2 separate regions of the Dromaius novaehollandiae genome follow, and region 2 is linked to region 1. The links are chromatin contacts, called in public Hi-C maps. All regions are on one chromosome and are shown on one strand. The core of a region is the stretch at or near the end of the contact, and the rest is flanking DNA. Distances in the headings are between cores, read along the strand shown. Region 1 holds the start of LOC112988628 (radial spoke head protein 6 homolog A-like). Region 2 overlaps LOC112988712 (a long non-coding RNA gene).

Region 1 (5,775 bases), core at 2,332-4,831:
AAGGACTCCCTTGAAATGGAAAACTCTATTCAGATTGCTGCAGTCATTCCCTTGCCAGTGGAAGCATGTTCAAAATTCAACAGTGAAACCATATAAAAATGCAACAGATGTCCAGCTCTGAATGTGACCTTTTATACCATCTCCAGATCTGTAACTGGAAAGCAGCAACAGGCAAGAGTTCAGTAAAAACACATGCTACTGCCAAAACTGGTTTGAATACATGGCACAAAAGAGATCATTTCTACCTGATCACAGCAGAGACAATACATTCACATATCTCCTCCGGAAATAGAAAACCTTACAAAATACTTCTGCTACTGTTCAGTTAATTAACATGTGCTACTGACAAACAGTGCTCGTCAGAGCAAGACAGTGAAGCAATATTGCAAATAACCATTTTCTACTTTTCTGTATCAACAAGAAACGATCACATCTTGCTCAAACTCTACACACACTGAGGTTCTCGGCACCCTGAACCATAGTACATCTCACACATGTACTCTAAGTAACCTATATAATTGCAAAGGCAGAAGGAAACATTATAGCAAAAATACAGGTGCCCCTAGTTTCCTCCTTCTTTGCTGAACAAGATTGAAAAGATAAAGCAATTGCCCTTTCTTGAGCAGCTGCTTCACAGAACATGTATAAAGATGACTTAATTTTATACTATTTTTATAGAAGTGAATTACTGAACAACAAATCAAGTTTTTCTCCAACTATGAAATATGGAAAACAAATAGAAAACTGAAGTAATTTGCAAGTAAGTTGCAAGTACTGTACCGCCCTCTGCAGTTGATGTGCAAGTTCTGCAAATACATCTTCCACAAAATAATGAACTTGTACACATTCACTGCATAGATCAATAAATCAATAATAGAAGGCTGCAAGCTGAAACTCAGTTAAACAAAGTAACTCTGAAAATAGTATTAAAAAAATGTTTAAATGCTCCAGGAAAGACATTGCATTAATACCAGCAAAATTAACATTTTTATGGTGTTATGTTACTTGTTGGAATAAGCGAAACATGATACAATAATTCTTTAATTCTTCATAGAAATGCTTTGCTATTAAACAATGTGGAAACATTATCTTTTGTTGCTGTTATTCAGAATGGGTCAGTTTCCTCAATGATATTTCTGCTCTTTACTCTTAGAACTTGAAAGATTTTGCAGTGTCTAATCTGAGAATTGTTCCTGGTTACCGCTACCAAAAAAAAACAAAAACAAAGACTGCATTCATTAGGAGTTACATTAACTTATTCATTCATGACAGAGTATATTTTAAAATCCTGATATTTTCACTACTTTGAGTTGTAAGATTAAAACGGTGTTTTGCTGAGATGTGTACAGCACCAATCCCTCCACATTGATACCCCTAAGACAGTACTATTTTCTACTGCTAGACTGTTAGAGAACAGTGTTATCCATTCAGCTCTAGATACGTTCCAAAACACGCTTCCCTAAAAGGCCTTTTGTTTTACCTCACCTGACCCATTTTTATTTGTTCCAAAACCTCCTTGTTGAAAACTGGGCATGTCCTTAACTTTATCAGCATACTAAAAGTTTTTCACTGAATTAATTACGAGCATTAATGAGACTATTCACATGAGCAGATTTTATGCACGTGACGAGGGCTCTGGATTTTAACATAACTTGCCACAAAATAAGAGGCCTCTCCGTTTTAAAGCTCTGTGTATTATTGAATAATAGCAACAATAACATAGACCACTGCTTACCCACAACTGATTATAGTAAAACTATTATTTAACTTAACACACAGTACATGCATCATATACTAGGTCATGCCCCGTTCAGTAAATCACTTAAGCACAAGATTAGGTGTATTGGATTAATTGGGAATTAGCATCTTTAAAAACTTTCCTAAAAACAAAATGGGGTCATAATAAGAGTCCGATCTACACCTGCTGAATTAAAGTTGATTACATTAAGACCAGTCTTCCCACTAATACAAAGCACTTCTTAAATTCACTAAGAAGCTCAAACATAGTCATGTTTGCAACTATCTTTCCAATTTATCTATTTTTCACCTTTTATAGTGGCAGGAAAAGAAAACAGCATCAGTAATAAAGTGATTCATTACTAAAATATCCTGCGTCACTTATTTAAATATGTCTGAAGCATTATCAACTCATTATAGTTTCTTGTTAAATGGGATTCCTAGCTCATTTTTTAAATAATTTTCAAATTTGTTATTCTTTGACTATCTATTTGAGCATATAGCACTGATGATACCTGATGGGGCTACAAAAATACACCACTACATCACCATATTTGGGGGGGGGGGGGGGAATCTTGAGTAATCAGATTAGCAGAACTCAGGAGATTCTTCCACTGTATTGTGATGTGTCCTTTGCATTTCAGTGTTTGAATCCTGCTGCAGAAAGAAATTACTCACATTAAGGCCATCTGTCTCATTAACACTGAGAGCTTCAAATGACGAAGCCTTTTTCTACCAGACCACCTTCATTCTGAAGTAATTTACATCTGTTTTTTTTCCTGGATCTGTGAATAAAATTTTTAAAAATCATCATCAGATTTAGGATTTCTCCTCCTCAAAGAAAAAACTTTGTAACTAACGGCACCAACATGATAAATCCCCTGCTAAAAGGCAGAATATTAAACTGTATTTTCTACTACATTCAATTAAAGGAGCAACAGAAAACAAATGTCTCACACTTATTAAATCAAAATTAAACTATTGACGATTTATTCCTCTGCTCTCAGCAGAAATTAAGATTTCTGCATCACAACATTCAAGATACTGAATATCAATAGCACTTTGTAATTTGTGGGTCAATATGAAAGGAAATAAGCAGGGTTTGAAAAAAGCACGAGGAAAAACAAAAGCAACAGCTTGAGAAGCTGGTTGGGATTTCCTTTCTTGCAAACACACCAAACCTTTTAGGCAGCAACATGCCAGCCAAGCAGGAGTGTCCCCCAGAGGGAGGGCCCTGGGGCACCCCCCGGGAGCCGCCATGCCGCAGGCTCAGTGGTCAGGAAAGCTCAAGGAAATGGCGACACCCTCAGAAATTACGTTCTTCAGCCAGCAAACTGCTCTTTCTCAGCGTGTTGTGACACTGAAGCCCACAGCGTGAGCCTGCGCCACTACCTGCCCTCCAGGCAACGGCGGGCGCCGGACAGACACCCGGGCAAGGCTATAACGGCGCCCTCTAACGGCTCCCCCAGCCCCGCGAGGAGGCCCCGCGAGGCGCCCCTCAACGGTCTCAACGGCTCCCCCAGCCCCGCGAGGCGCCTCCCAACGGTCACAACGGCCCCTCCTGCCCCACGTCACCCCCTCGCGCAGGGCGCCCCCAACGGTCTCAACGGCTCCCGCGGCCCCGCGAGGCGCCCCGCAACGGTCTCCGCGGGGCGCCGCACGACCGACCCCCCGGCACGGGCGCCCGGGGCGGCTGGCGTGCCGGGGCAAGCTGCTGCCCCCTTCCCGCGCGCGGGGGGCACCTAGGGCGGCAGCGCCGAGACAACGCGCGGCCCGCCCAGCCCCTCCGCCCCCGCGGCCCGCCTAGCAACGGCGGCGGGTTTACCGTGGCGACGCTCCTCCCCGCCGGCGGAGCTCGCTGCCGGGCGACGAGCGGCCTGGGGGCGGCTCGGTGAGCCCCGCGCGGCCCGCTGCCGCCGGGCCAGGCCATGGCGGAGCCTCCCGGGGAGCCGCGGCCCGAGGCGCGGGCCGGCCCGGCAGCAGGCCGGGACCGCGGTGCCCAGGAGCAGTCGTGGCCTGAGGAGGGCCCCGAGCAGCCGCCTTACGAGGGCTTTGAACCCGAAGAGGTCCCTCCTTGGCCTCGGCAGCCGGGGCTGGGACCAGCTGCCTATGAGTACCAGGGGGTAAGGCAAGCGTCTGGTCAGCCGCAAGAGCTGAGACGCAGCGTCTATCAGCCTCCCGCACCCAGCCAGGACCCCTACCGAGCACAAGACCAAAGAGGGAGTTTCTATCAGCCTCACGCACCGGGACAAGCACCCTATCAGTCAGAGACCCCCGAGCAGTACCTCTGTCAGCCACACGGAACAGAACAAGGCCCATATGAGCCAGAGGTATCAGAAATAGCCGTCAGTGAGAGGTACGCGCTGGGACAAGACTCTTACCGGACAGAGGAGCCAAGGCAAAGCGCATATGAGTCATATGCAGCAGGATTAGACCCTTATCAAACACATGAACCGAGAAGTGTCTATGAGACGTACACACTACAAGAGGATCCCTATCAAGCCTATGAACCTGGGCATGGCCCCTATCAACCACATGAACCAGGTTATGGTCTCTATCAGCCGGGCTACAGTACGTATGATGAGCAGGTACCAGATCCTAACCCCCGGATGCTGGCAATGCAGAATGCAAAAGCCTATTTGCTGAAGAGCAGCACAACGTCTGGCCTGAACTTGTGAGTCCAAAAACGGGACAAGGTTGAAAGGGGTAGGAAGTATGAGTGGAAAGAAAAATACTGTAGATGAAAGGGCAAAGGGTTACTTTAAGAAATGGAGGGATACCAGGGGATGTAGGAAGAGAGAATACCTTATAAATGCAGTGATTCATCTTTATGTGATAGCTGTGTGTGCCCAGCATCTTTCAGAATAAAAATTCACAAGGGAATTTAGAGAGTTAAAAATTTGATTAACAGCACGTTTAAATTCAGCTTCAGCTCCTGAGTCAGGTGTGGAATAAACCAAAAATGGAAGATAGGATTGCTCTTAAATATATTACAATCATACTAGTTTCAAATTTAATTTACCATAATGCTGCATGATCTCTTTATATCTAATTATTCCAGTGATTTCTGCAAAGCTCTAGGTGACCGGCTTCTACTTTTTATGTTAAAATCGTTAGGCCAATAATATTTGTATTTGTATGACAGATATGATCATCTTGCTAACATGCTAACAAAGATCCTGGATGAACAGCCCACAAATGCGGTAGACATAATTGAGAATATCAGCAAGGATGTGAAGTGGGCCCAGTTTCGGAAAAAAATGGATACTCTCCGTGATGAGCATGAGATTCTTCCAACATTTGAAGTTGCAGAAAAGCGTAAAGCTTTATTCCTTAAGGTGCATGGAGAAGGAGACGAAGAGCTGGAAGACGAGATAGTGAGTTATTATCAAAGAAAAATAGATATCAAATATACCAGGGAGATGGGTGGGAGGATGGTGGGAAAGGAAGGGAGGAAGGGACAAAGTTGCGGTCTCGCTAGTAGTATTGCCTCTTATGGTCATATGACACAGTTGCAGCTATACTACCATACCAGGCACCCCCTTCATAGTCAACTTGGTGCCAGGTCCAGTTGTGAAGAAGAAAAACCATCCACTTATTCAGTTAGGATTTTTTCCTATGGTATAATCTAACATTCTGAGCCTTTAAAATCGTAAACATTCTAGAGGTAAGGAATAAAAAATAAAGATTACAATATATCCCACATGCCAGTGCAACCTGGAATACTGCATCTAAATTATATTCTTTATCCAAAAGTGACAGTTCTTTACCTAAAGTGACCATACAGTATGGACATCAGTTTGAGAATACTGTGCACAGCAACTACTGTAAAATAGAGGATGGAGAATTTTGTGATCCTTCCCATTCCAGTTGTGGTTCCCGCTCTTCCTTGTCCAACTAGCAAAAAATTGTGGTGATCATGAAGAACTACTAGAACTAAAAAGCCACATCATAAAACAGAGAATTTTTCCTATCCAGCTGCTTATATGCAGAATACAAATACTAAAATTAGAAGAGAGGTTCTTTCATCTTGTCCAA
Region 2 (5,775 bases), core at 2,311-4,810, 220 kb before region 1:
CTGAGCATTTTTGTACCAAATACTCAATAGTGCAAGGACTGGAATCCAACCGTTTTCCTCCTAGGCAAGTGCTCCAACTATTCAGCTATAGCATTTTTCTCTCTCTACATATATAATCAGCCAAAATGGAATACCTTCAACATCAGTATTAAAGATAATCTTTTTCTAAACCTAGAATAACAGCCATATAGGAAGGATATTCTTGTGCAAGCTGTATGATTCAGCACAGATCTACTCTATCTTGCACTCATACCACTTAGTTTAAGAACTACTGATTTCTAAGAAGAAAAGAACTTAGCTATAGGCTATTCTCTGGATATAGGAACCTCAGCAAAGAATCATCCCACTGCTCCTTATAACTTAGTCTCGCCTCTTCCAGATCACAAAGACTATAGGTGTCTCTAGCTCACTGAACATTAATAGCCCATGAATTATCACTTCCTCAGATGTTTTCCTTAGTGGGCAATGCTGGATTCAAAAAGGATTTATTTTTCAGCAACTTTCTGAAAATAGGAATCTTTTCCATAGTGCACTGATAATTAATATCCCTCTCTGTATGGTAACAGATGTCAGTATAGTGACAATGCCCCCACCATGCTAGGTCTTTCTGCAACACTGTCAGCTCTGATATCTTGCAGACACAGTCTATCAGTCTCTTCATGCCAAGTCAATGATCTATATCTGGAGCTACCTGTATGTTTCTTTTTATATTGTCTCTTTCTCATCTTGAATCATAAAATATCACCATTACCACTTCTTTCATTATCCACCTGTGCTGCACTGCTTGCACACAAGCTTTTGATGTACAGTGCAACCTTTTCTCATTTTTCCTTTGTCCCTTCTGTGCAGATTGCACCCATCAATATTAACATTTCAGCTCTCTGATTTATCTCATTACATTTCTGTATTACCAGCCAAGTCATAATTTCCTTCCTGTAATGTCACTTTGAGCTCATTTCCCATACACTCTGCATTTGTATATAGACAATTACTGGGTTTATTGCTTGCTTCCTTCCTACTGGCCTTGGCTTTTCTCCTTTGTCTTTATCTTCCAACATTTAATATTTATGGAAAGAGCTCTGCATTGAATTGTAACATCCTAGTCTAAGTTAACAGCTGCCTGAAACAGCATCACAGTACTAGCCTCTTATATTTTTTCTTGTGTTCAGGTGGCCAGCTTTTAAATAGGAGCTGTCTACCTTTCCCACAAAGAGCAGAATTTGGTCATGTTTCCATTCCTGTCTGCTGTACAAGGGACCCTGAGAAAGCACTGGGGGTTTCGCATGTGGGTGAAACTGCACAGGAGCCAATGAAACCGTCACCCACCAGTTATGGGCTGCTCATTCTGCAAAACAAGAGCGAGGGGGGTTGCACTAGCTTTGTACTAACAGTTCATGAGAGAACACTCTTCACAAACATTGAATTTCTGGCTTTTTGAAAGGAACTGGGTTGCAATGAAAAGGGATTCCTTCTGCCAGGGTCAGCGAACACTCCTCTCTCACGAGGCCACAAGCACCACAGAGGCTCCACACAGGGAATCACGTGAACCTTCACTATACAGGCAACAGTCCAGTCCCTTGCACCTTATGGCTACAGGTGCAAACGTGGCACATGAGAGCAACATTTGGAAGTGATGCTTAACAACTTTCTAGTGCCCGGAGCCCAGTTGCAGGCGACCACATGTGGGGAGGGGCCGGTTATACTGGACAACTCGTGCCATCTCTCTCCTGCCTGGAGCCAGCTCCAGCCATACAATAGGGGTCAGGCCCCTGGAGCTCCCTGCTGCCCTGGCGAGGACACCCTTTTAAACCTTGCCTGAGACTTTCTCTCCACGCTCGTCTAAAACTTTAAGCTGAGTACTTGCACCTCTTCATAGAGGCCTGTGAAAGTCTTCTATCCTCAGGTGATTTTTTCCTCCCAAATTTCAATGCCACAGCTCCACTCAGTGAAAATAAGGGTTCAATGCTCTCTTGCAGCCTCCTTTCAAGTGAAGATACTTGTATTTATTTCATTGCTCACTAGAGGGCAACCTTTGCTTAAAAATGAGTTTCTTTACCTTCAGTAACACCGAAAAGGTGAGATAACTTGAGGTCAGACAAAGAGAGAATACACAAGAAAAGCCACAATATGCTGCTCCAAGGGCAGAAAAAATACAGATGTCTGCTGCAATGCTAAGGAAGTATTTCAGACTGTAACAGAAATCAGCAGCTACAGAGTGTGGATGAAACAAACTGTTTGGTAGAAACTACGGTCCTCATTCAGTGAGGTGTGTAAACGTGCTTTATTAATCTGAAGTAGGGGTTTAGCTCTGTTGTCCTCAATGAGAGTAGATATATTATTTGGGTACTATTTTATATGTATTATTTAAAATGCTTTTCTGAAGGTTAGGGACCTAGGAATGCTTGCCGACCTGGAAAAAGCCATTCAAATCAGGAGGAGACCATCAAGGGACTTCTCTGGCTTTGGATGGGGTTCTGAAAGAGCGGAAGGATACTGCTGACACTGAATCATGAAAATCTGAAGGTCCATTTTTGACTCAGGTGATTCTTTTCCAGGACCACAGCTTCATAGTTTCTAGGTTTCACTTCTCCTGGATGATGCAAATTAATGATGAGGAAACTTGCCACTGGCTATTAAATTACTTTACAGCATCGGACTTTTAGGTATGAAGTAGACAGCAGGAGGGATTTTTTTTTTAGTATAAATTCAAGTTAAACAAACATTTAAGGTCCTGAAGTCCTGCAGAATCTTGTGAGAGAAGGAAGTTGTTCAAGAGAAAAAACATAAGACCTACTGTAATGACATACTTTGTCCCTTTGAAGGCACCCTCATACTTGAGGTTAGATCGCTCACATACTGTCACTTCAGGAAATTTAGCGGAGCAGCAACAGACAAGCTGAAAAGGGAGATGAAAACGAGGAAGGCAAGGGGAAATGAGACCCCTCGCACAGCTTCGTAAAGGACAGCTGGTCCAGGGCTACCAAAGGCCGGGGGCTCTGTGCGCCTCTCCTTACGACAGCCTCCGGGGTAGTAACCACTACTGCCTCCATCCAAGTGGTGGCAAGACATGGGCTGAGGGACTTGCGCAGCATGTGCACTGAAAGGACCTCGGCAAATGGCCTTTCGGAGAGGCTTAAATAGTTGTGTGTGGCAAATCATGTATTCTAGGGGAGACCAAGAGGGGAACGAGGGATGTGGGCTAGGCCCGAAGAGACAGACTCTTGGGATAGACGCATACCACACAAAGAAATAACTTACAGAGAAACAGCATAAAGACCACTAGCTAATGTGAGCTAATTGCAAATCTGGTCTGTGAAGAGCTGGGCAAAAGTTTGTTCATAAGGAATAAAGTCACCTGCATGAACAGAGCCAGCTCTGCGGTCAGGAGTTCTCGTTAGACTAGCGCAGCAAGACAGGCAGAGAAGGGAATTTCTCCTGCACTCATCTGTCAGTTTTCACTTGTCTTTTATCCCTGCTGAGGGAGACAGCTGCTCTTGCTTATTACTCTGCTGCCAAAGTAGGTTTGTTATCCCTCCTCCCTCCCAACACTGATGTAATTACGTCCCCAGAGAGTCCTGCCTGTGGGCAGCACTGCGAGCCTGCTGAGCCTCGCGCAGCCAGGCTATGTGCTCCTGCAGCTGTGAATTGCAGTGGTGCCTACCCATTACTGATTTTAAATACGCCTGCCGAGGCCCACAGGGACAAACAAGAGGCTGTATGCCTATTACCAGCTGCATGCTGCTAAATGAATTGGTATGTGAAGTATATGAAGACCCTTTTGCTAACAATAATGTGGCTTGTTGGAGGTAAATAATATGGTTTTATAATTGGATTTGAAGCAAGAGGCTAGATTCACGTACTCTGCTATGGGAAACATCTCTCCATGCTAGTGTGGATCCCCGAAGAGACGCAGGGGTGGGCTGGAGGCACGGGAGCTGCACGCACACCGGTGAGGGTGGCATCGGCTAGCTGTGGCTGGTCAGATAAGCAACAGTTGTGCCTCACCCGCAGTCTCACTGCCTGCCTGCCTGACCGCAGCGCTGTAGTGGCTGTGACAAGCACTGCGCCGGTGCCCAGAAACAAAGCAAGTCTATCAAGTCTCATATATTCAGTGTGAAACTCCGCAAGCGGCCTCTGCCTGGCTGCACTTGCAGTTCCTCTCCTCTGCTAAAACCTGCGAGGCTTGATGCAACCGCTCAGATCTTCCCCAGAGACTGCTACGCACACAGCGCGAGCCCTGTACATGCGGAGGCCTCGTAGTCCCTGCCTCCCTGGCTGCTGCTTCCCCTTTACGTGGCCCAACACGCGTGCCTATCTGTCACCCAGCGCATAGCCATATGCCTCAAACACCTCCCCTCCTCCTGCAAGTCACCTGGTACTCACAAAAGTTCAGAATAGAGTGAAATTATCAGAAATGATTACTGTGATACTGGCTTAACTGCTACCACCAGTGGTAACGTTTCCATTCACTCTCACTAAAGAGCCCTAACACCAGAAACACCAAACCTAAGAAAGTCACTCTCCCTCCTTAAAACTATCTGGCCAAGCGTCCTTTCACAAACAGCTCGGAAATCTAGTGTTAGCCGGTTTTTTGTAGCCAAAGCTTGCCTAGTCCCAGGTAGAAACCAGAAAAGCCCCCTAAGATAATATAAATCAATTTATATCAATTTATCAAAGTCTGACTAGACTCTTCATTAACTCTTGGCTCTCTCTGTACTCCCCTGCTTTTTTTATCATTCTTTTTGTGGTTTGGAGAATGTGAAAATGTATATCCTACAGTCAAAAGCTCATACTGTTCTCACTGATTAAGAAGGAACAATGAATAAACCTAATAGCTATCCTGCAATATTTGTTGCTCTAGAATTTGAGAGTGTGTGTATCCGCTCCTTTCTGCCGAGGAAGGTGCCAAGCTCAAGCTTATGTGAACTGTTACCTGGAATAGTAAAGTAGCTGATGGAAAAATGTAGCGAAGAAACAGTTCTTGGGACACAGAGATGCAGTTCTCTGCAAGGATGAGTCCTCATTTTGCTTGCCTGCTAGCAATTCACAAACTGTGTAGGATTTTGAATGCTAAGTACCTGTTTACCATCTCAAGACTGCTTGAAGATGTTCAGAGAGTCAGTAAACACATCTGAATTGCAAATGCATGTGCTTCCCAGAGTAACAAGCTAGTGGGAGGTTGCTGAGCGCTCCAGATGCCCACGTGCCTTGTGCTGTGCAGAAACGTCATGTGAAGGGCTACTCTGAAAGGGCAGTTTGGCTTCTTTTGCAGCCACCAAGAAGGACTGAAGATGATGTAGATAATGTAGATAATTCTGTCCTTGCACTGCTACAGAAAAAGTGTGACTGCTACCGTGCCTCATTACATTACATCATTACAGAGTTTGAGTGACAAATAACACTGTTTTGAAAGGAACTGTGAGAAAAAAGATACCTCCTCTGAGGTTTTCAAAAACTGTGCAACATTGATGCAGTCCAAGGAGTTCCCCATATCTTGCTTGTAAACAGTATGGTGATGATTTAACATACGCAGCTGATTTATGCTATTTGCTGCAGAACCATTGTGGCTAATCACAAACATTTTCAGAGTATAATTTGTTGATCTGATAGCCTGTGTGATAGCTCGTTAGGATCCATAATGTTTGATCATGTCATCACTGCTTAGAGACACTAATGCACATGGAATATGCTCCTGGAGCCAGTAGATTTGGCTTTTCGGATTTGCATGCATAATAATTCTGTGGGCTAATAACTGTCAACATACATTTATTCCAA

Evidence for each region. Hi-C and Micro-C count contacts between places; a contact is called where the count stands out from the background.
Region 2: a contact with region 1 is called in a Hi-C map of brain, with 6 times the contacts expected there. The contact joins the enhancer-like site here to the promoter of LOC112988628 in region 1. A contact is called at or near these places in 2 of 4 Hi-C or Micro-C datasets (brain and liver).

The regions. Positions count from the first base shown.
Region 1 is chr4:19,499,207-19,504,981 of bDroNov1.hap1, reverse strand. LOC112988628 (radial spoke head protein 6 homolog A-like) reads left to right here and starts at 3,581. Exons shown (of 6, transcript XM_026109249.2): 1 at 3,581-4,411; 2 at 4,883-5,114. The coding sequence starts at 3,666.
Region 2 is chr4:19,714,641-19,720,415 of bDroNov1.hap1, reverse strand. All of the region lies in intron 4 of LOC112988712 (a long non-coding RNA gene), which reads right to left. Among named protein-coding and RNA genes, the nearest start is that of TACR3, 98 kb to the right of the region's middle. Within about 2 kb of position 3,560, at least 2 of the 2 cell types and tissues checked have open chromatin away from gene starts, as enhancers often do.